2 separate regions of the Gasterosteus aculeatus genome follow, and region 2 is linked to region 1. The links are chromatin contacts, called in public Hi-C maps. All regions are on one chromosome and are shown on one strand. Each heading gives the region's core, a stretch centred on a gene start, on an enhancer-like site or on the middle of the called end of the contact. The rest is flanking DNA. Distances are from core to core; before and after follow the strand shown. Region 1 holds the start of nudt3b (nudix (nucleoside diphosphate linked moiety X)-type motif 3b). Region 2 holds the start of igfn1.1 (immunoglobulin like and fibronectin type III domain containing 1, tandem duplicate 1).

The links. Hi-C and Micro-C count contacts between places; a contact is called where the count stands out from the background.
Region 2: a Hi-C map of skeletal muscle shows a contact between it and region 1, with 4 times the contacts expected there. The contact joins the promoter of igfn1.1 here to the promoter of nudt3b in region 1. A contact is called at or near these places in 2 of 6 Hi-C or Micro-C datasets (both in skeletal muscle).

The regions. Positions count from the first base shown.
Region 1 is chr17:3,863,297-3,867,211 of fGasAcu3.hap1.1, reverse strand. nudt3b (nudix (nucleoside diphosphate linked moiety X)-type motif 3b) reads left to right here and starts at 1,628. Exons shown (of 5, transcript XM_040204883.2): 1 at 1,628-2,198; 2 at 3,526-3,636. The coding sequence starts at 2,100.
Region 2 is chr17:3,996,978-4,000,892 of fGasAcu3.hap1.1, reverse strand. igfn1.1 (immunoglobulin like and fibronectin type III domain containing 1, tandem duplicate 1) reads right to left here and starts at 2,265. Exons shown (of 25, transcript XM_078092867.1): 1 at 2,107-2,265; 2 at 1,540-1,836. LOC120835082 (a long non-coding RNA gene) reads left to right here. Exons shown (of 3, transcript XR_005714535.2): 3 at 3,090-3,886.

The DNA.
Region 1 (3,915 bases), core at 379-2,878:
ATATGAGCAAGCAATCCACCATAAGAATAGAATATAAATATAGCTTTGTGTCACAACTCATTATGCTGACAATTTGCAGTGTGGGTAAATTGCACTGTGGAGACTGAAGAGTTGGTAAATCAAATATTTCTGGAATATGAATTTGTTTTAATGCTTTACCGGTTTGCAGCTACATCTTTGTTTGATATCCTGTTCACCTTAACTTGTATTTGTTTATTGTGAGTTGTGAGCTTTCTTTACAACATGTCCTCTCCAGAACTTCTCTTTTGCACTTGGTCCTGAGTTTGTTTTTTTAATTGATGATAAAATTGATGATAAATTAAACAGTATTAGATTTGAAAAAGTGTGTTGCAAATGTGAATCTGAGTAGAGATTAACGTGATTAAATTGCTGCTGCACATTAGAGATGTCTTAACTAATTTACAAGCTTTACTCCACAAGTGATCCAGAAGTAGAGATTGTCCTAGTTGGGAAAAAATAAAATGCCAATATTCAAATAAAGCACTGTTATCAAAATAAAAGTGTCATACTGAAATGATACTGAGTAGATATTGTGAAGTGTGAGCATATTGTAGTCTACACATGAGGTGTCGACCCAACGTTAAATGCTTTGTCCCTTATTCAAAGATTATCATTTTACCAACTTTGAAGGGGACCATTTTTTTCCAAATTCATCACGATTAATAAAGGTTCTAGTCATCGTCAGCAATCTGGAACTGGTCCAGTTTCACCTAAATTTGCTGTGAAGACTAAAATATGTAAAACAAAACGGGTACAAAGTAAAAAAGTAAAACTATCCTTCAATAAAAGTGATATAATATAATAAAGAGTTGAGATTGTCAAGTGCGAATATATTGTTGCCGCACAGAAGAGGTGTCTGGACAAATGTACAGGTTGAGTTACGTAACTTAAAATCATTATCATGCTTTATTAAAATTGTTTTATCAAAGTCCACAGACAGAAAAGTAAAACGTTAAATTAACATAGAGGCTGAAACAGGCAAATATTGGCTTGAAAATTAGTTGGACTATTGACTAACAGGAAAAGTGACTAACTAGTCACTTTTCCTGTTTGTATTGTTATTGCTTAAAATGTTGGCTTGAAAATGAGTTGTAGGAGTATTGGCTAACTAGTCACCTTGCCTCGTTGTATTGTTATTGCTTATTGTTTCTGCTTTTACCATTCCTTTGAATACCTTAACCAAGACATTTTTTAGGACCCTGCTAAAAAATGCACACCCACAATAAAAAACAGATGTCTGCAACCAATTGATGAATCTGGATGTCATAATAAAGTTACCACTTTATTTTGTCAAGATGTGTAAATATCAGTATATTTATATTGCAGGTTAGCCTTAAATAAAAAGTACTTCCAGGATGATTATAATATAAAAAGCTCTGAACTTTAAAAAGGCAACCCATTGAATATAAAAGTTAATTCAAATGAAATAATTAATATTGCTGTTGTTAATAGATTGTGGATTATCTAATATATTAAACAACAGTTAGTTATGGAACACGGCTGAACTCATATGTGTTATAAACCATTTTTAATAGACGCGTCTGACCTGTTTTAAATCACATATGTGGGCGCCGTCCATTACCTGCGGTGCTGAAAGCCAATCGCCCAAAACCTGAACAGATCAAACATTTTTTAAAATATCATTGCGTCATAATGCCTCGGCTACCTCCGTCGGCCTCGAACTCACTTAATTATATCCGCCTCGAACAAGTGGCCGTCACAAGCCAGTTGGAGCCCAGAGTACCAGTTTCCTTTGCCGGCTCCCTCCAGCGGGAGCGTGGTGTTGCGTGGTCCCCCCCTCCGCCCCGTTGCTGCAATTCTTCAACGGCGGGTGGGAACTTTTCTTACGTCCCCCGAGCTGTTAAAATTCAAATTACGTCGTGGGCGTAAGCGGCTCCTTATAATGGCGACCGTGCCGTAGATGTGCCAGGGTTTGTGAAAATGAAGCGAAGAAGAAGTTATTTCTTTTAAGTGACACGCCGAGGTTTCCCGGAGGAGGACTTTTCGCGCCTACGAACCGTCGTCTTTACGAGTGGTAAAACTTAGCTGTACTTTTGAACTTTTATTCCCTTTTCGAGATGATGAAGCTCAAGTCAAACCAGACCCGGACGTACGACGGGGACGGCTACAAGAAGCGGGCCGCCTGCCTATGTTTCAGGAGCGAGAGTGAGGAGGAGGTGAGTCCGGGGATGTCGCTGTCTGCTGGGCCATGCTAACATGCTAACATTAGCCGCCGTAGCTGCTTCCAACGTATTCTGTCTGTAACGTTGTTTTTTTATCAATACAGCTGTGGGGTTTACGCCGTGATAGAAACTCGTTTCTCAGGCTCCCGTGTTGTCGACTGTCGTTTTTGTATCAAACATTTTAGTTTAGAGCTTTTACTTAACAAGAATGTTATGTAAGCATATTTCAGCTGTGCATATAACCACCTTCGTGGTTTTTATGCACAGCGTTACTTTGAGTCAACCTGTTAGCGGCATGCTAACGCTAGCGCTAGCTTGCTAGGTAGCCGTGTGGCAGCTGTGGGCAGCCGGCTCACGGCCAGCGACCGCAGCCCAGAGCCCGGACTGTGGCGAGTGGGTCAAAATAATTGTTTTAGTCTTTCGAAGTGACTCGCTGAGATGTGTGTATATCACGGGGGATTTTGGCGAGCTAAGTAAATGTTGGCGTTAACTGGGTTAGTGTTAATGCAACTGGTATCGATAGCCAAACATGGGACTGATGTAACTGTTAGCCATGCTAGCTTCAACTAACGGACAACACCGGTCGCGCAGCCCGCTACTCTCTTTTACGATGGTGACTTTTATGACTCAAAATCCGTATTTTTTAAAATATTGTATCATCCAGCCAGCTTAATGACACACTCAAAACCTGTTTTGTGTTAAAAAAAACGTAACGTTAGTTGACATAACTGCGAGTGTTGCCTCTCGCTACCTCCGTGCGCTCCACCACAGAAAACCAGTCAAAGTTGTTTTATAAAGCTGATATCCAGTCAACAACACGCACTAAAACCTCTTTGTAGTTTAAACATTACTAGGGAGGGAGAGCGATCGGAGACTTAATTCCTCTTTTCTGGTAAAAGTACAGGCCACATCGTGAACACGGGCTTCTGAATACAGGAAACACATCAGCCTGACATGCTCATCGATGCAAACTTTCACCAGAGACTAACCTCTTATCTACTAGATCGATAGTGAGCCAACATGTGAGCGTTCCTCACAACATACTGTATACTCACGGTACTATTGCAGCTACACACCAACTTTTCCAGTTGGCTAACTTGGCTCCAGGTCATTCCGGATAGCCTTGAATGTTCGTTTACTGGTAGCTATTGTGTCATATGTTAGGGTTTGGCTCTTTTTGTTCATATTATGAACACGCATCACTGAATAATCTCACTCCATGGGGCAACAGTGGCTTTGTGTGAACACAAACCATGGAGCACGGTTAGCTGTGTTGGTAGGCTGTAACGCGTATCCATTTTTTGTATGGGACGCTTCACAGGTGCTGTTGGTAAGCAGTAGTCGACATCCCGATAAGTGGATAGTTCCTGGAGGGGGAATGGAGCCCGAGGAGGATTCCAGTGTTGCTGCTGCTCGAGAAGTGTGTGAAGAGGTGGGTTCTTTAACTGTTTTTCATAGTTCGAATACCCTTAATCAAGCTTACAACATGGTCCCTCTACGTTGTTTTTTTCTAATTCAGTTGCCGTGTTGAAAGTCCACTTACGAACTTCACTCGACCCATGTGTCTGATCCATGAATGTGAAATAATCCTCTCTAAACTTTGTTCGTAGCCAGGAATACGGTTCTCAGAATGGATTTCCATTCCGAGCGTGATATTGTGTTTCAGCCACTAAATCGTATCTGCATTTAACACCGGGCCTAAAACCTTGCT
Region 2 (3,915 bases), core at 1,016-3,515, 130 kb before region 1:
GTCTTTAAAAGATGCCATCTGGTCGAACACGTGCTGAAGCTGTTACATTCAGTCCACCTGTGAAATCTCTCTCTGTTTTCTACACACAACAACAAGTCGTAAAAACATGATGGGTTTTTATCCTAATTAAATGTTACCTACGTAATGGTGGTAATACTTTTCACATCCAGTTTTTTAATCATTTTTCAAACAACTTATATCCATCTATTTGTGGCTGTTTTTAACCAAATGAGTTGCGGTATCGAGTGAGCTTCTTTGACCGTCGCCATGGTCAAACCCTTTGACCTCTGATGTCATCTTTGGATGCTTACCAATCCCCTACACATTACATCAGTTGAAGTTGACCTATCGAATTAACGTCATCAAATTCAATGTCAGCAGTGTTCTTTGACGATCGAAATGAATATAAATGACACCTAAGAGAAAAATGATAACGGACTGAGCGCTTCGGTCGCCCAACACAGATCCCTGCTCCGCTGACAACATATCTGCTATCTTCTCAGATGTCCCTCTCTGCGGTTCTCCACAGGCCCCTGACTTCAGCAGAGTGTACAAAAGTATCTGTGTAACTTACAGGAAACTGCACCCGGTGACAAGGCTCCTGGGTGTCGGATGAGCGACGCCGCTGCTATTTCAGCTTCCCGGTGGATTTGCTCAAGAGGGCCGACACGTTGATGCATGCTGTTCAAAGTGCGCGTAACGGCTTAAGCTGAAGCGTGGTGGGCGGCAGCGTGCTTTTGATCAGTCTGTGTGTTTTCTCCTCGTTTTACTTTTTGCTCTTATCTTGGAAGTTAATCGCGTTTGTTCGGATCCTTCAGGCGTGACTGCGCTGAGGATAATTGCCTTCCGGAAAAAAAAAACACATTCTGCATGTGCATAATGTGAAACCCCGGCGTAGAGAGAAGGGCTGCAGCTGTTTTTAATGTCGATAGAGGTCCTGTTTTCTGCCAAAACACAACCCACACCCTTCACGCAGAACTCTTGTTTCCTCAGCCTACGTATCGACTCGATGCCTCCATCCAAAAGTTAGTCATCAACCAAACCGGCTCACAGCTCTGACCTCGCCGCTGTGATCCGGCTTCCCTGGATTTAAAACCGAGCAGCCTGCAAACCTTACTGAAGTGATTTCATGCACCACCACCACATTTGGGTGCACTCTGTGTGTGACTAAATCATGTATGATGTTGAATATATTGAATTTAGAAAAGCATTAACATGGTTACATGTAATCTGAGCACTTATAGCACTTAATAGTTCTACTCTGAGTAACTGTATTCTCTTTAGCCACAGCGAGTTCCCCTCTTTGTAAAGGGAAATACAAGCGTGTATTCATCGCATTCCTTCTTGTTTACCGTGACGATTTGTGCACCCGCTTGCAGAACGCCTTCCAGATGCAAATAGTGATGGCGCGCGTTGTATTCATGCTGATTATGTTACAGGGGCGAACTCACAAGAAATGGGTTGAGCCGTCATCCATTTCTTCCCTCCGCTCACCACATGTTCTTATGCAAGCATGCCTTCGTTTTGAGGGCCACCTACCTGCTCCAAGTCCCCAGTGCGCTGAGTGCCGGTCCCTTTCACGCAGCCGTTCTGGTAACGCGGTGCCGTCTTTTTTCAATGTAATAGATCCTTCGAGCGGCGTGAACGGCTGTGCTTGATGCTCCTCTCGTGCCTACAACCAGTGACTGCCAAAAGCTCTTTAGCCTTTTTTGTATTTGTGTTGACTCCAAAGACATTGGTGCTTGGGTGGGCGGTGAAGCACAGTGGGGGCACATTGGAGGGGGGTGGGGGGGGTCAGAGAGCAGGTTAAATACCTCCTTGGAGAATCATTTGTTCCTGTAAACCAGATGTAGATGAAATTTGTTTAAAAGCCTCCAACTAGATATGTTACACAAGTTTCAGACCTGATCAGGTCAGCTACTGCATGTGTATGGTTAGTGTCAAGGTTAATGGGATTAATGAAAGTAGTTATATTTAAATGACCACAATATGAACATATTTATTAAATTATTAAATGAAGGAAAGTGTTTGACAAAGAACAAGAAGAACCTCCGTACGGCTTTTCTTTTTAAAAACAACCTCGGAATGCAAATGGTTTTTACTCACATGACATAAAAATAGATTCTGTGGATTGAAACTCGTAGCTGATAACAGCTAAACTAAGGCATGAGGCCGCAGCCCTCGAATGCTCTTCTCTCGTGTCTTTTATTACCAACTCGTATTCCAGTTGCGTGTCGCGTCGAGAGCCGTGTTATTTTAGGACTCAGTGTCAAAGTTGCCAGCCGCTGTCCTTAGAGGCTCCAATAAAGAAGGGACGTGTGGATGTGGCACATTGTTCCCTCGCAGCGGGCGCCGTGCTAAACACGGAGCAGCTGTTACCAGCTTTGGGCCCTCGGAACGTCGGGAACCCGATCGAGAGTCTCACCGTGAATACAGTAAATGAAGCAGGAGAATAAAACACTTACTAATGCGTCTCCAACTTACTTTTATGTACACAACTTGTGACACAACACAATTGCTTGAGTTGTTTTTCATGTTCCTTGTTATTGTATGTACTGTGTTTTGGGGGTTGAATTCAATCTGATTCAGTCTGATTCTGATTTATGGATTTGTTGTCATGGTTTACAATCTAATATGACAGATCTCCCTGAAATGTGTTGCCACCGCATGACTTTATGGCCTCGACAGTAAAACTGGGACATTTTGCTTTGAGCAAACATAAACAATCATAAATCTGTCTCACCTAAACAAACGTGCCTCCAGGTATCACTTTCTAACAGGTGGACATCACGGTTCTGTAACTATTTAAGTCACACACTAAATGTACCACGTACGGTCACGGCTAACATCGTTGCTGATCTGCATTCATGTTGAATTGTGAAGTACAATTTTACGAAAATACCCTTATTTAATCTGCTTTTATGTCGGTCGTGTTAAGCTACCCTGAAATGTGTTGAATGGGATTTAAAACACGGCCACGCCAGCAGCCGCTTGTGTTCTTCTGGGAGTCACACAAACGCAAAGTGCTTCATGCTCAAGCATACGTACATCTCGCACGCTGCTTATCTGGCTTACTGGTTCACTTGCAGGAGAAGATGACACCGCGGGCGTGTTCTGGTGTGCACGCCGGAGCTGAAGCACGCCCCACGGTCAGGGCCAAGTGGGAGTTGCAGCGGCGGATAGCATTGAAAAGAAAAAAACTGTAATATTGTAAACCACAAACGAGGTAACAAATCCCTCTGTTCAAAAATATTTCATTTAATCAGTATGCGCAAAAGGGTTTCTCATTGAAATGAATGAGAAAATGTGAAAACTTTTGACTGGTACTGTATTTAAAATGTATTTTCCAGCTACGCCAAATACACTAACTTAAGACAAACAATCTGGGAGAAGATGATCTTTTATGAAGGTCATAATAATAATGTGAGTTTTGCTATGAAACTCTTTTAATATTGTTCATTCCGCTGAATGCTTATTTTGATGATGCACTCTGTTGAGCAATGCTGCATATAATTACAGGTGATCCCATTATTTTTCTCACCCCATTTATGTCAGCGAGGATATTTGAGTCTCGCGGGGCAAATTTGAGATCTGTTTTATTACGTGAATGAAATTGATTCAGATACAACAGAGTGATGTCTAACCGAGCAGAGAATGGCGTCGCTCTCGGCACGGCCCCTGGCCGAAGCTCAGCGCCGTCCGATGCGACCAAAAGGTTCACCACCGAAAGCCAAAAACGAAAAGGTACGAACGGTTTTCTCCGCCCGCGGGTTCAGCGACCCTACAGGGGCTGCATTTGACTGTCCAAGTTCTCCCCTCTTGTGCTGTTATTCACTTCCTCACATTACTTTTTTCCCCGATTAAAGTTTTCATTCCCATACCTACATGCCCACTGGCTCTTTCTGCATCTGTTTC